Linked DNA regions of Sus scrofa: all the other regions are linked to region 2. Evidence: chromatin contacts called from public Hi-C and HiChIP or PLAC-seq data. All regions are on one chromosome and are shown on one strand. The core of a region is the stretch at or near the end of the contact, and the rest is flanking DNA. Distances in the headings are between cores, read along the strand shown.

Evidence for each region. Hi-C and Micro-C count contacts between places; a contact is called where the count stands out from the background. HiChIP or PLAC-seq counts read pairs in DNA pulled down with a chosen protein or histone mark.
Region 1: a contact with region 2 is called in an H3K27ac HiChIP or PLAC-seq map of alveolar macrophages. The contact joins the enhancer-like site here to the promoter of KLF7 in region 2. A contact is called at or near these places in 9 of 47 Hi-C or Micro-C datasets (alveolar macrophages, embryonic fibroblasts, epiblast stem cells and 5 more) and 2 of 2 datasets of contacts at active chromatin or transcription factors (alveolar macrophages and skeletal muscle).
Region 3: a Hi-C map of embryonic fibroblasts shows a contact between it and region 2, with 3 times the contacts expected there. The contact joins the enhancer-like site here to the promoter of KLF7 in region 2. A contact is called at or near these places in 9 of 47 Hi-C or Micro-C datasets (embryonic fibroblasts, liver, mesenteric adipose tissue and 4 more) and 2 of 2 datasets of contacts at active chromatin or transcription factors (alveolar macrophages and skeletal muscle).
Region 4: a contact with region 2 is called in an H3K27ac HiChIP or PLAC-seq map of skeletal muscle, with 4 times the contacts expected there. The contact joins the enhancer-like site here to the promoter of KLF7 in region 2. A contact is called at or near these places in 9 of 47 Hi-C or Micro-C datasets (alveolar macrophages, brain, embryonic fibroblasts and 5 more) and 1 of 2 datasets of contacts at active chromatin or transcription factors (skeletal muscle).

Annotation. Positions count from the first base shown.
Region 1 is chr15:110,597,509-110,601,588 of Sscrofa11.1, forward strand. No RefSeq gene overlaps it. Among named protein-coding and RNA genes, the nearest start is that of CREB1, 110 kb to the right of the region's middle. Within about 2 kb of position 1,888, at least 30 of the 83 cell types and tissues checked have an H3K27ac peak or open chromatin away from gene starts, as enhancers often do. A contact at or near this core is called in alveolar macrophages, retroperitoneal adipose tissue, skeletal muscle and 1 more, where this site is marked.
Region 2 is chr15:110,377,107-110,380,696 of Sscrofa11.1, forward strand. KLF7 (Kruppel like factor 7) reads right to left here and starts at 1,996. Exons shown (of 4, transcript NM_001097487.1): 1 at 1,701-1,996. The coding sequence starts at 1,802.
Region 3 is chr15:110,535,122-110,538,992 of Sscrofa11.1, forward strand. No RefSeq gene overlaps it. Among named protein-coding and RNA genes, the nearest start is that of KLF7, 160 kb to the left of the region's middle. Within about 2 kb of position 2,435, at least 38 of the 83 cell types and tissues checked have an H3K27ac peak or open chromatin away from gene starts, as enhancers often do. A contact at or near this core is called in embryonic fibroblasts, liver, mesenteric adipose tissue and 4 more, where this site is marked.
Region 4 is chr15:110,218,634-110,222,745 of Sscrofa11.1, forward strand. No RefSeq gene overlaps it. Among named protein-coding and RNA genes, the nearest start is that of CPO, 56 kb to the left of the region's middle. Within about 2 kb of position 1,533, at least 5 of the 83 cell types and tissues checked have an H3K27ac peak or open chromatin away from gene starts, as enhancers often do. A contact at or near this core is called in fetal skeletal muscle and skeletal muscle, where this site is marked.

The sequences.
Region 1 (4,080 bases), core at 638-3,137, 220 kb after region 2:
TTTACTCACTTCCACAATTAGCAGGTGTTTGAAGCCCTGAAAATTTTCTCACTGCTCTAATTTTATGGTTAATGACATAGATACAGATACAGACAGACAGATCTGAAGAGCTATGGAGCTGGATAGATATATATTGCCTCTCCCCATAACCAGATTAAGCTACTCATGAATCCTAACTGCAGCTAGAGCGTCCCTGTATCTCCCAGGTAGATAACCACTACAGTTTGTTCATGGAGAGGGCTTGTGTTGATTGGTGACTCAATGTAAATATACAAGCTAATTCTGAGTGGATGGAAAAGTAATGGTGAGCTCAATAAATCACCCCACATCCTTACCTTTCTAGTTGTAAAAAAATTGAAACTGTAGAGACTGTAAAAAGATCAGGAGTTTCCAGGGATTTGGGGACAAGGGAGGAATTATGAATAGGTGGAACATAAGAGATTTTTAGGGCAGCGAAAATACTCTGTACAACACTATGATGATGGATATACGTCATTATACGTTCATCCCAAACCATAGAATGTACACCACCAAGACTGAACCCTAATGTAAACCCCTGGACTTTGGGTGATAATGATGTGTCCATGTGGGCTCATCAGTTGCAACAAATGTATCACTCTGGTGTGGGATGTTGATAATGGGGAAGGCTGTGAATGGGGGGATGAGAAATCTCTGCAACTTCCTCTCAATTTTGCCATGAACCTAAAAACTGCTGTAAAAAAAAATACAAATCTTAAAAAAAAAAAATGTTCCTTCCTAATTCTGTGTAAAGACGCGCATGCTGGTGCCATGTCCAACTTCGAAAGGAAGGCAGGTCTGCTGTACTGGGGATGTTCCCTGGAGCTACCCAGCAGTAATGAGCCTTTCAAAACCTTTCAGGGAGACAGGAGGGCAAGGGAGCAAGAGAAATGACGCTGCTGTGACAAGTAGAGGAGCAACTCCACAGTCCATAGTTATGTAGGTTGTAGATCCTCCCCCCCCACCCCGCCCCAGTGGTTTAAAGTGATATAATTGGAGCTATATTTGACATCAGAGCAATCTGGGTTCAAGTCCCAATTCTGTCTCTTACCAGATGGATGTACCTGAGCATATTAAATCTTTCGAATCCTTATCTTCATCATCTGTAAAAATAGGTGGAATAGCAGCTTTGTTGTGAGAATTACATATGCCGATTCACTCAAAGTGCGTCAAGAGGAAGTGAACATTCAAATATTGTTAGTTTCTTTGCCGCTCTGACTTCCTCCTCTACCAGAGCATGGTTTTTCCATCAAAGCAGGGCTGCGAGATCACTAAATGACCCTACTTCTCTGTCACAATGTTTCTCAACTTTTAAAAATCCACATGCCTCTTGACCATATAAAGTTTCACTTTCCCACTTTCCATGTTGAGATTTATAGATTTGACCCCTAAAATAGGCTGGGAAATTAAAAAGGCAAATAATACATGAATATTCCCCAAATCTCTCTCCCTAAACCACAGAGAGCTCTGTGGCCGAGCCCACATGTCTGCATGTGGGTGAGTGTGGGTGTGTTTCAGAGTGAAATTTTCATTTGCTGCTCTCTGGTTACTCAGCCCCCGCCAGAAGAATTCAATTATTCCCAGAAGTCAGACACAAGTCAAGTCAGCTGTTTTGCTTAAAGAAACAAGATACATCTTAAAGCCCCAAACAGAAAAGTGGAAAAGAAGAGATTATTTGGGTGGCTACAAATCACTAAAGTTCTTGCCAGCAACGAGTGGCAGGCTCTCACCATCTGATTGTTTTTCAAGAAATGCAAAGACACATCACCTTGCTCTGTGATTTATCAGCAAGCCAGCTTACTAGGTGTTTGCATCAGACTGTGTGGACCCAGCACAGGGAAGTGCAGGGAGGAAGTGAAACAGGCATCTTTTAGATTTCCTTTGCTTCTGATTCTGCCTTCATCCTGGCAGGAATCCGCCAGCCTTGCTCAAATGCATTACCCAATTTGTACTATTCGTGAGACAAAGGGAGCCATGCAGCTTCAGGTGCCTGTTGCAGTCACGGGGCTAAGCAACGTCAAGAGAACATTTCCACAATTATCTGCTAGTCTGTGACCGAGAGAAGGGCACAGCAAAGTCTGGCCTACCTCCAAAGAAGTCTCATTGGGGCTGTGGGGAGATGGTGGGAGAAAAAGTTTTGGGGAAAAAATGTGTATTCAAAATAATTTTTAAGAATGTAAAAAAAATCAAACTACAATCCCACAGCCTATCTGTGACTGGATATCCCAGGTTACCTCTTTCATATTCTGCAATTTTACTTTCTTGATATAAGCTACATTCTTCTAAATTGGTTTGAGCCAATGCTAATCACATATGCACACATGTACAGCCACATTCAAAGAGTTAAAAAAAAAAAAAAACCACCTCTTTTCTAGTCATTAAATCTGGGCTATAGTAATGAATAGATATCTCAGGGTAACCTTCCAGGATTTGTGACTTTTTTCTTTCTGAAACATACCATTTTGACACACATAGGTCATTCTTTGGCAGAGAAAGCAGAGCTCAGCAACTGCTTTATCAGAAGAACTCACAGGCATTAATTTCTAACAAAGCTAACCCATCTCCATGCTGAGCAACACAATACACCCAGATACCCACACAGGCACGGGTGTGTGCTCGAGGTCCTTCCCGTCTGGGTCTGGGAGAAATAGACCAAACGCGTTCACCCACATTTACATTTTCTATACTCACAACAACCAATTAGAACCACAGTCTCACTTTTCATTCCATCCTTTGACCCATCTTCCAAAAAGAAAACCCACTTGTACAGGGAAAGTGTGGAGCCATACCTAGAAATAGATACTGGGGCTACATTAACATTTTGCCTTTGACCTGACTTAAGAGCAGCTACAAGCAAAGTTGGAAAAAAGAGTCGCTCCCTCTTTCATCATGTCTGGCTGTCTTCTCTCCACATTTAATGCTAAGGATACAAGATGAACCAGACAGGCCCAGTTCTGCTCTCATCGAATTAACAGCAGAAGCAGACAAGTCAAGAGGCAATTTCGGAACAGTGTGGTAAGTGAAAAAAGAGGAGTTAAGGATGCCCTTGGAGTGCCAGGGGAACACCTAAGCCTGGAAGGTGATTGGAAGTTAAACCAAAGAGAGGAGGAGAGTGGAGGCCAGGGTCAGAAAGGAGAGCCCTTCTGGATCCTTGTGGCTGGGGTATATGAAGCATTCCACAGGGGTGTGGTGAGCCATGTAAGGCTGCAGGGCTAAGTGTGGATCAGATAACGAAAGGCCTTATAAACCAGAATAAAGATCTGGGGAGTCAGAGAAGTACTTTAAGCAGGCGGAGTGACATGATCAGATCTGCTGTTTAGGAAGAGTCCTTTGTCTGCAGGAGAGAGAAAAATTGGAGAGTGGTGCAGTGAAAAGCGGGGAGAGCAGTTAGAAGGCAGCTGAAGTAGTCCACAGGAGAGCTGATGGCAGCCTGGCTTACAGACCTGACCCTGAACAAGGAGAGAAGTGGACGGATTCAAGAAGCCAAATCCCTTCCCTCAAACAGGTGAACAGAAGGACGCCGACAGGCGAGACGTGACTTGTGCCTCATGTCCTTCCAATACGAGTCAGCATTTCACATTTTCTCTTTGAAAATCACCATCTCTCATTTATCTTCTTCACTTAAAATCTTGGTAATTGAAAGAAATATGAAATCTTTCATTTATTTTGAACCCAGAAAGGTCAAACTGTCCTGGCCAATGTGAACAGTTCATTTGGTAATCATCCAGTGCCTATTTGCCACAGGCCCTGCATGGCCACTGGTTCACTCCTGGCATTTGTTCATCAGTCCACTTTGTCAAAGTGAATGAGTGAGCAAATGGCAATCAATGTCCCCAATAAAAGTTTTAGGAGATAATTACAGTGACGGGAAATGCAGTCATTACAACAGTCATGCTGGGTCTGTTGTGATGCTACTAATCACACCACTTTTCTGATTTCATGTAAATTGCAGGTACCTTTACTCCTGTAGGAATCTCTATTAATAGATAATATCATTATGCTAATAGCTGCTTAAAGTATAATTTAAAAATTTTACGTGATCTAAGCCAGATATTTTAAAAC
Region 2 (3,590 bases), core at 746-3,245:
GATTCGACACCAGTGGGCTGACAGTGTGAAATGAAGACTATTTCAGAAAATGAAATTCTGGCCACCTTTTGGTTTAATTAGCATGTGAAATAAAAGAACGAAAAAGCTCTAGTGAGACCCTTGGTGAGATAGTCTCCTTAAGGATGAGGGAAAGGATACACTGAAGAAATGCCTTATGTTAAAAACGCTTGAGCTGTGTGTGCATTTAGAGGGAGATGGTCAAATCCATCAGCCAGCATCCTTGGGCAGGAATGCATGTGTGGACGCAGAGACACCGGAGGCCAGTACCTGGAGAAACTCATAGCCTCAGATCAGAAGGGAGAATAGCAACTAGTAACAATGGTACAGAGAGAGGATTGGCTCCTTACACCAAAAGCCAAACCTCTCTCCCTAAAGCAGCTACTGTTACATCCTAGGCTCAAGCTGGCAAATCCCGCTTTGGATACTGGCAGAGGAAATTCAGCCGTTCATTAGCCTTAACAAGCTGCTGTCACGGAGCGGAGAAGTTACACGAGCAGCCACACACCAAGCTTCTTGCAGCCCCTCCTCAAGGGCAAGCACGTTTTTCCAAGGCGGACCATGCAGGTTCGCACTTCCAATGTGCAAATTCAAACCGTCTTCTTGGACTTTCCATGATGCACACTGCAGAATTTTGAAAGACTACTCGTGTTCCTCCACTCCCCCATCCACCATCTTTCCTGCATTTAATGTCCCCTCAGCAGCTCCTAATCCTTACTGAGAAAACCACCATTTCCGCAGCAGATCTAGCACTTTCCACTGACCAGCACTTTCTTTATTCCACTTCACAAAGCCCAGGGAACTTGTCACCAGCCCCACTTCCCCCTTACTGGGACACCCAGCCAACTTGGCATCAGTGCCCTTCAGCATCTTAGGAGTTTCTTAACTAGTCCTCTAAGACAAAGTCAGAGGCATGGAAGTACACATCACCCTTTGTCAGAGGTTGTGCCAAGTGGAGAGGGACCCCTCCAAAAAAAGAGAAGCAAGGACACACATAGAGAAGGTGTTCTCTTTCTGAAGACGTTGCACTGGAAAGACCTACAATGCACGTTCAGCATTAGACAGATAACATCTTCCAGTCCTCCTCGGAAATATCCTCAAGTATCTCTTATCACTGGGCTCCTCTTCTTTCTGCCCACCTTCTAATCTCAAAATCAAGTTTCTATTCTTTACAGATACTCCCTAATTACTGGGAAAACACTCCGCTTTGCTCCTACCGCCTCCCCTCCACCTGACGGTCGTTAGCACAGTTGAAAGAGATGAACCTGATTTAAGGTTCAAGATTCAAGTAGGTAGAGCTCCTGCATATAGGGAAGCGGTACCTGTCACCGACGACTTGTAACCCAAACCACCTTCCCAACCCTCTCCTCCGAACCCCAGAAGTTAGGGAGGTCTCTGCTGGGGGACACTGAGCTCGACAACGTGTGCGCAAGGATGCGTGTTGGCGACTGAAACGCAGGCAGCTCAGACCGGCTGCTCAGCTCGGCACACTAAGGGGTTAGGGGGTGGGTGGAGAGGTAAGCAGATGACTGTTTCCGAAAACATTTTAAATAACAAACAGCCAAAAAGGGGGAAAAAAATAAACAACAACAACACAAAATTCAACCCCAAGCCCACACCAACGCAGCCCCTGCGCCTCCGCCGCCGCCACACGATTTACACAAGTAATTTAAATCATTCACCTGCTGCCAGGTCTCCTCCAGGGATGGCAAAGCTGAGAAGTAGCCGGTGTCGTGGACAAGTTGTAGCTCCTGGAATATACTATAACTAGCCAACACGTCCATGCTGCTGCTGCCGGGCAAAACGGGAGGAGAAACCCTCCCCCGAACACAGTTGGGTCTGTTTGTTTGTCAGTCTGTCTGGCTCACCCCCCAAGAAGGCAGACATCCAGTGGCCCTTTTGTTTTGTTTTGTTTCAGTCAACTAAAAAGGAAAAAAAAAAAAAATCAATGCAGGAGAGAGGGAGAGAGGAGGTGAGAAAGGAGAGACTGAGTGGGGCGGATGGAAAGAGGCATCCAGCGTGTACAGTGCAGACGGCTGCCAGGAAAAGGGGACTTCTCCACGGGAGTAACAATTCCCTTCCAGGGCTCTAATCACTCCAGCTCGTGGATCAGGAAGGGGGATGCAAACTCACTGACACGAAGCTGCCATCTATTTCTGCAGCGCTGTTCGCTCCTAATGCAATCTTTGCTCTTTATTTTGGGAGGTTGCATTTTTTTTTTCTCGCGATCGCTTCTCTCCCCCCCTTTCCTTCCTCCCCACCCCCCACCCCATCCTTGCTAGTTTGTAGTCTTCCCCCCCTCCTTTTCTCCTCCTCCTGCTCTTCCCCCTCCCCAAACTCCCTCCCTCCGCCCGGCTCTCCGCGCAGCCGTGGGATCTCGGAGGAGGGCGTCCATTAGGCCGCGTGTGACCATGTAAGGTAAACAGGGGGCTCATGAAGTCACTGAAGACCAATGGGGAGCACGAAGCGAGGCCTGGGGCGGGGCTTGGTCCTGGCGACGGGCTTGGATTGGCGCGCTGCGGATCTCCCTGCTGCCTTACAAGGCGGTGCGAGGCGAGCTATTTTTAGAGGGCTATATAAGGGGGCTGAGGCTGCCGCCGGGCTGCCGGGTAACACGAGCGCGAGGGACGGGGAGGGTCGCGGCGACACTTGCGCTGGCTCCGGGGACGCCGAGGCGGCCGGGATCGGGCTGCACGCCGGCCTCCGACCCTCGCTTTGGTGCCTAGCGGAGCCAGGGCGTTCGGAGCCGGTTCCCCTGAGAAGGGAAAGGGTCGCATGTTGCCGTTCTGGCGTGGACGCGGCCGGTCAGGAGGTGAAAGTCCAGAACGCTGGGTTAAGATGCCTCCTGGAGGAGGAGCGGGGCGGGGGACTGAGAAGCCAGCGTGGGGAGGAGGGCCGGCCACTTCCCACTCCACCTACCTCCTAGGCCCGGGGGCGGGGAACCGCGAGGGAGGGGCAGCGCAAAGGACTTCCTCACTTCCTAAAAGATAAACCGGCGTGGGGGGCGGGAAAGAAAAAGTCACCAAAAGCCCCTTCACGAATTCCCCACAGGCTGCCAGGGTGCAGAGAAGAAGCGCCAGAGGAGAAAGTGCCGCTCACAATGGAGCAGAACAAAGGGGAGCGGAGCGCAGAGAGCAGCCTGTGCCCGCCCCGCGCCCGCACGCAGTCCCCGCCCCCCACGCCCCTTGGCGCCGCGGTGCGCCCCCCGCCCCCCAGCCTGTCCTGCCTTCTGACCCCGTGAAGGGGGAATGCAGCCGGGGTCAGACCCCCAGTTAGCGCTGACTGGAAGGGGACACTTTACTGGAGTGTGTTAAAGACAATAGAGGGAAGCTGGGTGGACGTGGGGTGCAGGCTGGAGCTGGCAACTTGCTCTGGTGTTAAAGGCAAGGCTCCCCATGTGGCTTGGAGAGAGGATGTCTACCTGCCCAAAGTGCGGTGGTGAGAGGAGAGGAACCGAATTACTTTCTGAAGCTATCATATAGAGTTTTATCTATAGAGACCCTGTTGTCTCTTAGGTGAAACCCTTGCACTACGCACGTTGTTGGGGTTGAACAGTTGTTTGCTTGACCTTA
Region 3 (3,871 bases), core at 1,185-3,684, 160 kb after region 2:
GAAGCTGGTTCTCTTTCCATAGAAATGGAAAATGTTTCATTGAAGATTAAACCCATATCAGGGCAGAATCAGATCTGCCAACTTAGTGTTACTCTGGAAGCCTACTGTTTCCCAAGTGTTTCAGCATAAGTATTTTCCACTTTCACTCAGTACAGTAACTACATGTTTAAGATTGACATTTGCACAACTAAGCAGATAAGGGGCTACAATGGTTCTCGCAAAGAACCTCCCTAATGCACTAAAAACATGATTTATAAAAACCTATTTTGTTCATAGTATCTTTCAGGAGCACAGTTATTATAAAAAGAGAACACTCCTGAACTCAGATTTTTAAAAAATAGTCAGGATATATAATTGAGTATTATTCAAAGAAATTGCACACTTAACTAGAAAATAATGACTTTACATTTTAAAAACTTCACTACTCATGAATTCAGTTTTACCTCAAATCATATCATTTGCAGTTGTACTCTTCCCACAAATGTTGACACATAAGCGACCTTGCTCATTATATATCAAATCAACAACTATTCCATACCTTTTAAAATTATACAGTCACTGTAAGAGGTATGGAGACAAGATATGCATCATAGCCCCTGTGATATGGAGTTCAATGCTATCCCCTCATAACCCAGGTACTTTCAGGTTAGAAATGGGTTACCTTTGTCTTTTAATAATCCATGTGATCAGTAGCAGAAATTTTCCAGACGCTGACCAACAGAATCACCCACTGTTCAGGTTCATCCAAGACTGAGAGAGTTCCTGGGATGCCAGACTCTCGGTGTTCCAGGCAAACCTGGACCCTAAAGAATTGAGGGAGAAATGAAATTAGGAAATCATATTAGTGTAACAGTCACTATAATTCTGGTCACCAATTCCAATATATGGAGGTTTTTCCCACACCACTCAGTAATTCTCTCAAACCAGCTGGCATTCTAGAATTCAACTCAATTCTGACCCTATGTACCTGGAGATAGTGTTGTCTATCTATAGTGTTGTCACAGGTGAGGGGCTCCCACCCCCAGCTTCAGACACCAATCTAAGTCCAAGTTGTCACCTGAACTTCCAACTGACATGCAATCGATTGGCAGTTCCAATGACCCCCTCTTTCACTTTGATGAATTTGCTAGAGTGGTTCACAGAACTCGGAGGAAGATTTTACTTACTTAGATTACCAGTTTGTTATAAAAGGCTATAACTCAGAAACAGCCAGATGGAAGTGATGCACAGGGCAAGGTATGAGGAAAGGGTGCGGAATTCCATGGCTTCCATAACCACAACTCCTTGAATCTCCGGGCATCCCATTCCCATCTTTTGAGGGTTTTACGGTGGCATTATTACATAGACGTGAGTAATTAAGTCGTTAGCCATTGGTGATTGAACTTAATCTCCAGCTCTTTTCCCCTCCATGGAGGTGGGGAGTCAGGAGAGAGGGGCTGAAAGTTCTAACCCTCTAAACACACAGTTAATTCCACTGGCAACCAGATTCCATCCTTAGGTGTGGTTCAAAAGTCACCTCACTAATAGAACAAAGTCACCTCTAAAAGGTATGTATGTGTGTGTGTGTGTGTGTGTGTATGACTGGGTCACTATTCTATACAGAATAAATTGGCACAGCATTGTAAATCAACCTTTAATTTAAGAAAAAAAAATTTTTAAAGGCACCTTTATCATTCCCATTGGCTAGAAAATCTAAGGGTTTTATAAAGGAGTTCTGTGTTTACATATGTACCTCTCACACATATGCACACACATAGAGACACACACAAACACATATGCAGATTTTTATGCTGTTGAGATGGGAAAAGCCAAATAAACATTTTTTCCTCTGTTTTTTGACAATTTAGCAAGTATAAGGAAAATGATGTGGCACTAAATTGGGACAAAAGAATTGGAGAGACAGGATCACTAGTGGAGGAGGGTAGAAAATTCACAGAAAGATTTTTTTTTTTTTTTTTTTTTTTTGGCCACAGAATTCCTGCTAAAAGCAGCTAGGAAGCCCCACCACCTGACGTAAGTGAGACCTCCTGGTAATTTCCCTGTAAACTGCCCCCTTCCTCCACCTCGCCCCCAAGAACTTTTACCCTCAGAATCCGGAGGAAGCTGATCTAGGTAAATTCCCAAACACAGGGGGCTGCGTGGTTGATGACCTAAAACCAGATTGGGACAAATTTCCAGGCGGGTTTCCCCTTCCTGCTCTGACAGCCAGGAACGTGAGCTTCGCCAAGAAGAGGGGGAGACTGTGGCCAGGGATTCTTGCTGGTATTTTCCTTTGTCTCTCAGCTTCCTGGGTTTGACATGAAGGAATCTGAGGCTTTCTGTGACCACTCTTGTTGTCTGGGATTCTTTCCTCAAGAGGCGTTCATGAGTTTGTCAGGACTGCCAGGAAAGAGTGTGAGTCACGGCTTCTGAGCAGACAATATTCGGCTTTAGAAATTCCCAGAGATATGACTTGTTTATAGGAAAGGAAACAGAGCTATTCTGAGCTGCCAGGGGAAGAGGAAAGCACTGCTCATTTTTTCAAATGTGTGTTAGAAAGGTCATACAAGCGGCCAGAGTGCCAGTAAGAATCTGGTACAGACACTGATGTTAGCAGTTCATTTGTCCACATGTCGGAGGATATTTTGGGGCTTGGCATTTAAACTGCAAGCCTTCTGACATCTCAGTCCTAAGCCCAGAGGCTTGAGGGGGTATGAGCCGGTGGGGTGGGGGATACAATGAGGGGGGCTGTTTGCCTGGAGGGAGAAGGGCGTATGCACCTTCAGTTGGAGAGAGAAGCATACACACAAAGGCACCATCTGGGACAACCTTCTAACTTCACATTTCTCATTTCTCGAGCAGGCCATTGATTTTTCATTCCCATTGAAGGGGAGGTAAAATTTCCTCTATGCCCCTGTGATCTCCAGCTGATATTGACCAAAGACAGATTGACAGGAGAAAAGAATACATATTTTATTTTCATGTAAATGAAGGTCCTCACAAGACCCAAAGAAGTGACTAGATATAATATACGAGGTTGAACAAAGAGCAGCAGTTGTGGAAAAGTAACTCTAACACAAGGGGTGACTAAAGGAAGACGAGCTTGTCTAATAATGTCTGTTGGTATAGGTTTCGCTCAGCCTCAACAACCTGTCTCTGATGATAAGAATGTTCCTTTCTCCTGGTACAGGGAGGGCACCTTTTACAGGGGAATGTTATCTCCCACTTTTAGGAAGAAAAAGGAATGTCAGAGTGCCTTTCTTGCAATTGCTGTTTTTCAAGTGCCTTTCACGCAAAGTAATTAATATGCCAAAGCATCATATATTGAGGTGGCATGTTCTCGACTCCTTCACTTTATTCCACACTGCCTCTTCTAATGTCTTTTCTTCAGAGTAGTAACAACTGTGATGTCAACTGTCATTACCTTAAAAAAACTCTCCAAAGCCACCAACTTTAGAGAGTGTGCCCAAGGAGAGAAACTCAGGTGGCTGGCTTCAGCACTGGCCCACTTTCTTGTGTACTGAGTTTGGCTCTGATATGTACAAATTCATAAAGTCACCGTTTACACATTTGCCACTGTTAGCACAGCCAGTCAGCAGATCACAGAGATTGATTTCCAAGGAGGGAAAAAAATAATCCACTGAGTGTTCACTGATTCAACAATAATTAACCTATGTGATAATTTCATAAGACACTACATTTGATAAAATCAACACCTTTTCCTAATTACGAAAGTAATATTTAAATAGAAATAGGATGCCCTTCAAATGCGATAAAGGTGGGAGTTCCCGTCATGGCACAGTGGTTAACGAATCCAACTAGAAAGCATGAGGTTGTGGGTTCGATTCCTACCCTTGCTCAGTGGGTTAAGGATCCAGCGTTGCCATGAGCT
Region 4 (4,112 bases), core at 283-2,782, 160 kb before region 2:
CCGAGTCCCCTTCGGAGCCGACCCTTCAGTCCTGCGGAGCAGAGGCACTGTTTGTTGATACTGTGCAGAGAGCACCACACTGGGGAGCCACAAGGCCTGGGTGCTGGCTTCTACTGTGCCAGGGAGCTGGCTTCTACTGTTCCTTAGTAGCCAGGGAGTCAGTCCTCATCTCTGAACCTCAGTTTCCCGGTCTGTAAAATAAGAGGTCTGGAGAGAAATATCTCCCTGGGGCCTTCCCAATATCACGTTTCATGACTCTGCATGAGAAGAATGCAGGATTTGCCCTCAGGATTTACCTGGTTTCCTCAGCCAAGGCTTTCTAGACCTTTTGGCCCTGAGAACGCTAAAAGATGTTTTCTTTATCCCTCTGTCCCCGCTGCTTTCTGAGCCATGAGGTCAATGCAAGGGGATGAGCTGTAAAGTCAGTGTGGAGCGTGATGGGTGGAATTCACTTCCTACGTGATTTGCACATTTCATTGTGACCTTTTGTGGTTCGCTCTGGAGTTTTGCTGACTTCTACACAAAAGAGGCATGCACTTTAAGGGGTTCCTTTTGCACAGTGAGTACTTGAATATAACGCTAGGTATGAAAGACCCCTCTGGATTGTGCAAACCAGGGGCTTGCTAGAGTGGTGGGTGGGGAATCTGCACTGCAGGAGGGGCTTGGGTGCACTTGCTGGTAACCACTACACACGGGGGGTCAAAGGGCACAACCTGGTGGGCACCTGGTTCAGAGGTTTCACTTTCAATTCAGAGATTTCAAATTCCAGCATCCCCACTTACTTGCCATTTGATCTCAGGCAAGGTATTTAAAACCTCTCTGTGCCTCACTTTCTCATCTGCAGGAAGAAGAGAACATTCCTTCCTACCTCACGAGATTGTTGTTGAAGATAAAATTTCATCTTTCATAGAAAATGCTTAGCAGAGTTCCTAGTACACAGTAAGTATCCAAAACAAGTTGGTTAATATGATTATCCCTCAAAACACATACACACAATAAATTCAAGAAAAACGATGTTTTGATTATAAAACACAAAGACCATTTCCCTATTGCATAAGCAAAACAATTATGGTTTTTCATTTCTTTGAGTTTCAAGCAAAACTATGGGTATAAAATTCAGAGCAGGGCCAAATTGAATTTCCAGGAAAGTAATATCTGAGAAGCTTTTAAGCAAGAGAGAGGTTTGCTGGCTGAAAGGCATAAACACATCTTAATCTTGGAATCAGAATGGGTGCAGACAGTATGGCTGGCCCCTGACCGCTTATTGATGAACTTCCACCTGCATGAAGACCAGGGTACACTGGCCAAATTGAACGTCACTCCATGCTTCTGCTCCCTGTCCCTTTATTTCTTTTCTCTAATGGGAGATTTACATCCCCAGAAGGAGCTTGGGAAAACTGGGTGATTCATGGAATAAAGATTTCATGGAGAATGTGGCAGTGATGGGGGTGGATCACACTGGATATCGTGGGCACGCTACTTATGTGTAAGATTATCTGCCCACATGCCAGGATCACATATATAAATAGCTACAGGGATCAGGCAGACAACATAACTGAGTGAAATGGTACTGGCTGGAGACAAAAACACATATCCTCTCCAGAGAAGGCAAGCACGACTCTGTGCCAAGCTATTGTTGCTCTGCTCATTTAGTGCTTCCAGATCTATTTTATTTTATTTTACTTTATTGGCCACACCATGAGGAAGTTCCCTGACCTGGGGTCCAACCCATGCCACAGCAGTGACAACGCTGGATTCTTAACCCGCTGAGCCACCCCAGATCTTCATTTTTATTTTTATTTTTATTTTTTGGTCTTTTGAGGGCCACACTGCAGCATTTGGAGTTTAGGCTAGGGGTCAAATCGGAGCTGTAGCTGCTGGCCTATACCACAGCCACAGCAACGCGGGATCTGAGCCGCGTCTGCAACCTACACCACAGCTCACGGCAACGCCGGATCCTTAACCCACTGAGAGAGGCCAGGGATTGAACCCACAACCTCATGGCTCCTAGTCGGATTTGTTTCCGCTGCACCACAACAGGAACTCCATAGATCTTCATTTTTAAAAAGAAGTAGAAACAGTGGATTTTTATGTTAGTCTTCTAAAATTTTTCATTACTGGCAATTAATGAAAATATTTAAAAGGCCATCAGAAACAAGGGCTTAGCCACACTGGAATACCCAGTGGTAATCAGAGCTCAGAATCTGCAGATGGTGGGTGTATATGTGTGTGTATGAGGGAAGGGGCCAGTGAGAAAGACTTCAGTTGCTACTGCATTGTTTCCATCAGACACATTTGTAGTTAGTCATAAAATCTTTTCTTTCTTTCTTTTTTTTTTTTTTTTTTTGGTCTTTTTGTCTTTTCTAGGGCCGCTTCCTTGGCATATGGAGGTTCCCAGGCTAGGGGTCTAATTGGAGCTGTAGCCGCCAACTTATGCCAGAGCCACAGCAACACCAGATCCAAGCCACGTCTGTGACCTACACCACAGCTCAAGGCAACACCAGATCCTTAACCCACTGAGCGAGGCCAGAGATCAAACCTGCAACCTCATGGTTCCTAGTCGGATTCGTTAACCACTAAGCCACGATGGCAGCTCCATAAAATCTTCACTTAAGGCTATAAACAACTTTCAAACTTCTGCTCCCAACTATAATGGATTAATTGGTACCAGATTTGCCCTCCCACCATAAACAAGTATTAAGATGGTCAACATATATGAAGTATCTGGTTTTTTTTTTAATTTTATTTTTTGTCTTTTTAGGGCTGCACCTGTGGCATATGGAGATTCCCAGGCTAGGGGTCGAATGGGAGCTGTAGCCACCGGCCTACACCACAGCCACAGCAACACCAGATCCAAGCCACATCTGTGAGCTACATCACAGCTCAGGGCAATGCCAAATCCTTAACCCACTGATCAAGGCCAGGGATTGAACCTGCGTCCTCATGGATACTAGTCAGATTCTTTTCCTCTGAGCCACAACAGGAACTCCAAAGTATCCGTTTTTAAACATTAACAATAGGCAGTGAAAGATTGTGATACCCAAGATAAGAGAAACACACAAGGTGAACCTCCATGAATTTCTGCTGGGAGTGTAGAAAACTGGAGCCCAACTAGAGTGGCAATTTTGCTGAGTTGAAAAGATAGAGATCAGAATTCCAGACTGTGGAAGTCTTTAGAATGTTTTAGGGTACTTGGAAGGAGGGAGCTCCAAAAGTCTGTGTAGAATTCACCATGCGTCCTCGGCTAAAGACTAGCCTGGGATTTAGCAAGGGCAAGACTCATGAAAGTCTTGTAGAGAGAAGCTGCAAGGCTGAGAATAGACTGGAGAAATAGGAAGTTGTGTAGTGCTGAGAAACACGAAAGCTCTGGTGCATGCAGAGTGGGGAAACCTCATTGGGTGTTCAGCTGAGAACCAAGAAAGGCCACACTTCTAGAGTAAGAATCATCTGAGATTAAGGCCATACCATAAGATTAAAGTTAAAACCAAAATAGACCTCTCCTTAGAAAGGAATTGAACAAAGCCTAACAGAACCTAAAAGATCTCCTAATTATTTAATTCTTTCCCAGACCAAAACTCAACATTCTTTAAAAGAAGATGACATAATTTAGGTCCCTACAACAAATCAACCACAAAGTTCATCACACAATACAAAAATAAGAAATATGGAAAGAGGTCGGAAAAGGCAACTATAGCATGTAACAAAAGTAACTAAAAAAAAAAACAAAAACAAAAACAGATCTCTGGATATCCTAGATGAGACAGATGCAAACATGAAAGTAGCTATTATAAATATGTTCAAAGGCTAAGGAAAAGACAGCCATAAATGAACAGATGAGAAATATCAACAGAGAAATGGAAACTATTAAAAAGGATGAATAAAATTCTAGAACTGAAAAGTACAAACTCTATAATGAAAAATACACAGGACAGGCTTAACAGTTGAAATATTGTAAACTATAGAAGAAAGAGTTAGTGGATATGAAGACATGTCAAGAAAAATGATCCAATCTGAAAAACAGAGGGGAAAAATTAACAAAGACTTATTGATTTGTAGGACAATGTCATATAGGCTAATATATGTGTAATTGGAGATGCAAAAGGAAAGAAGAG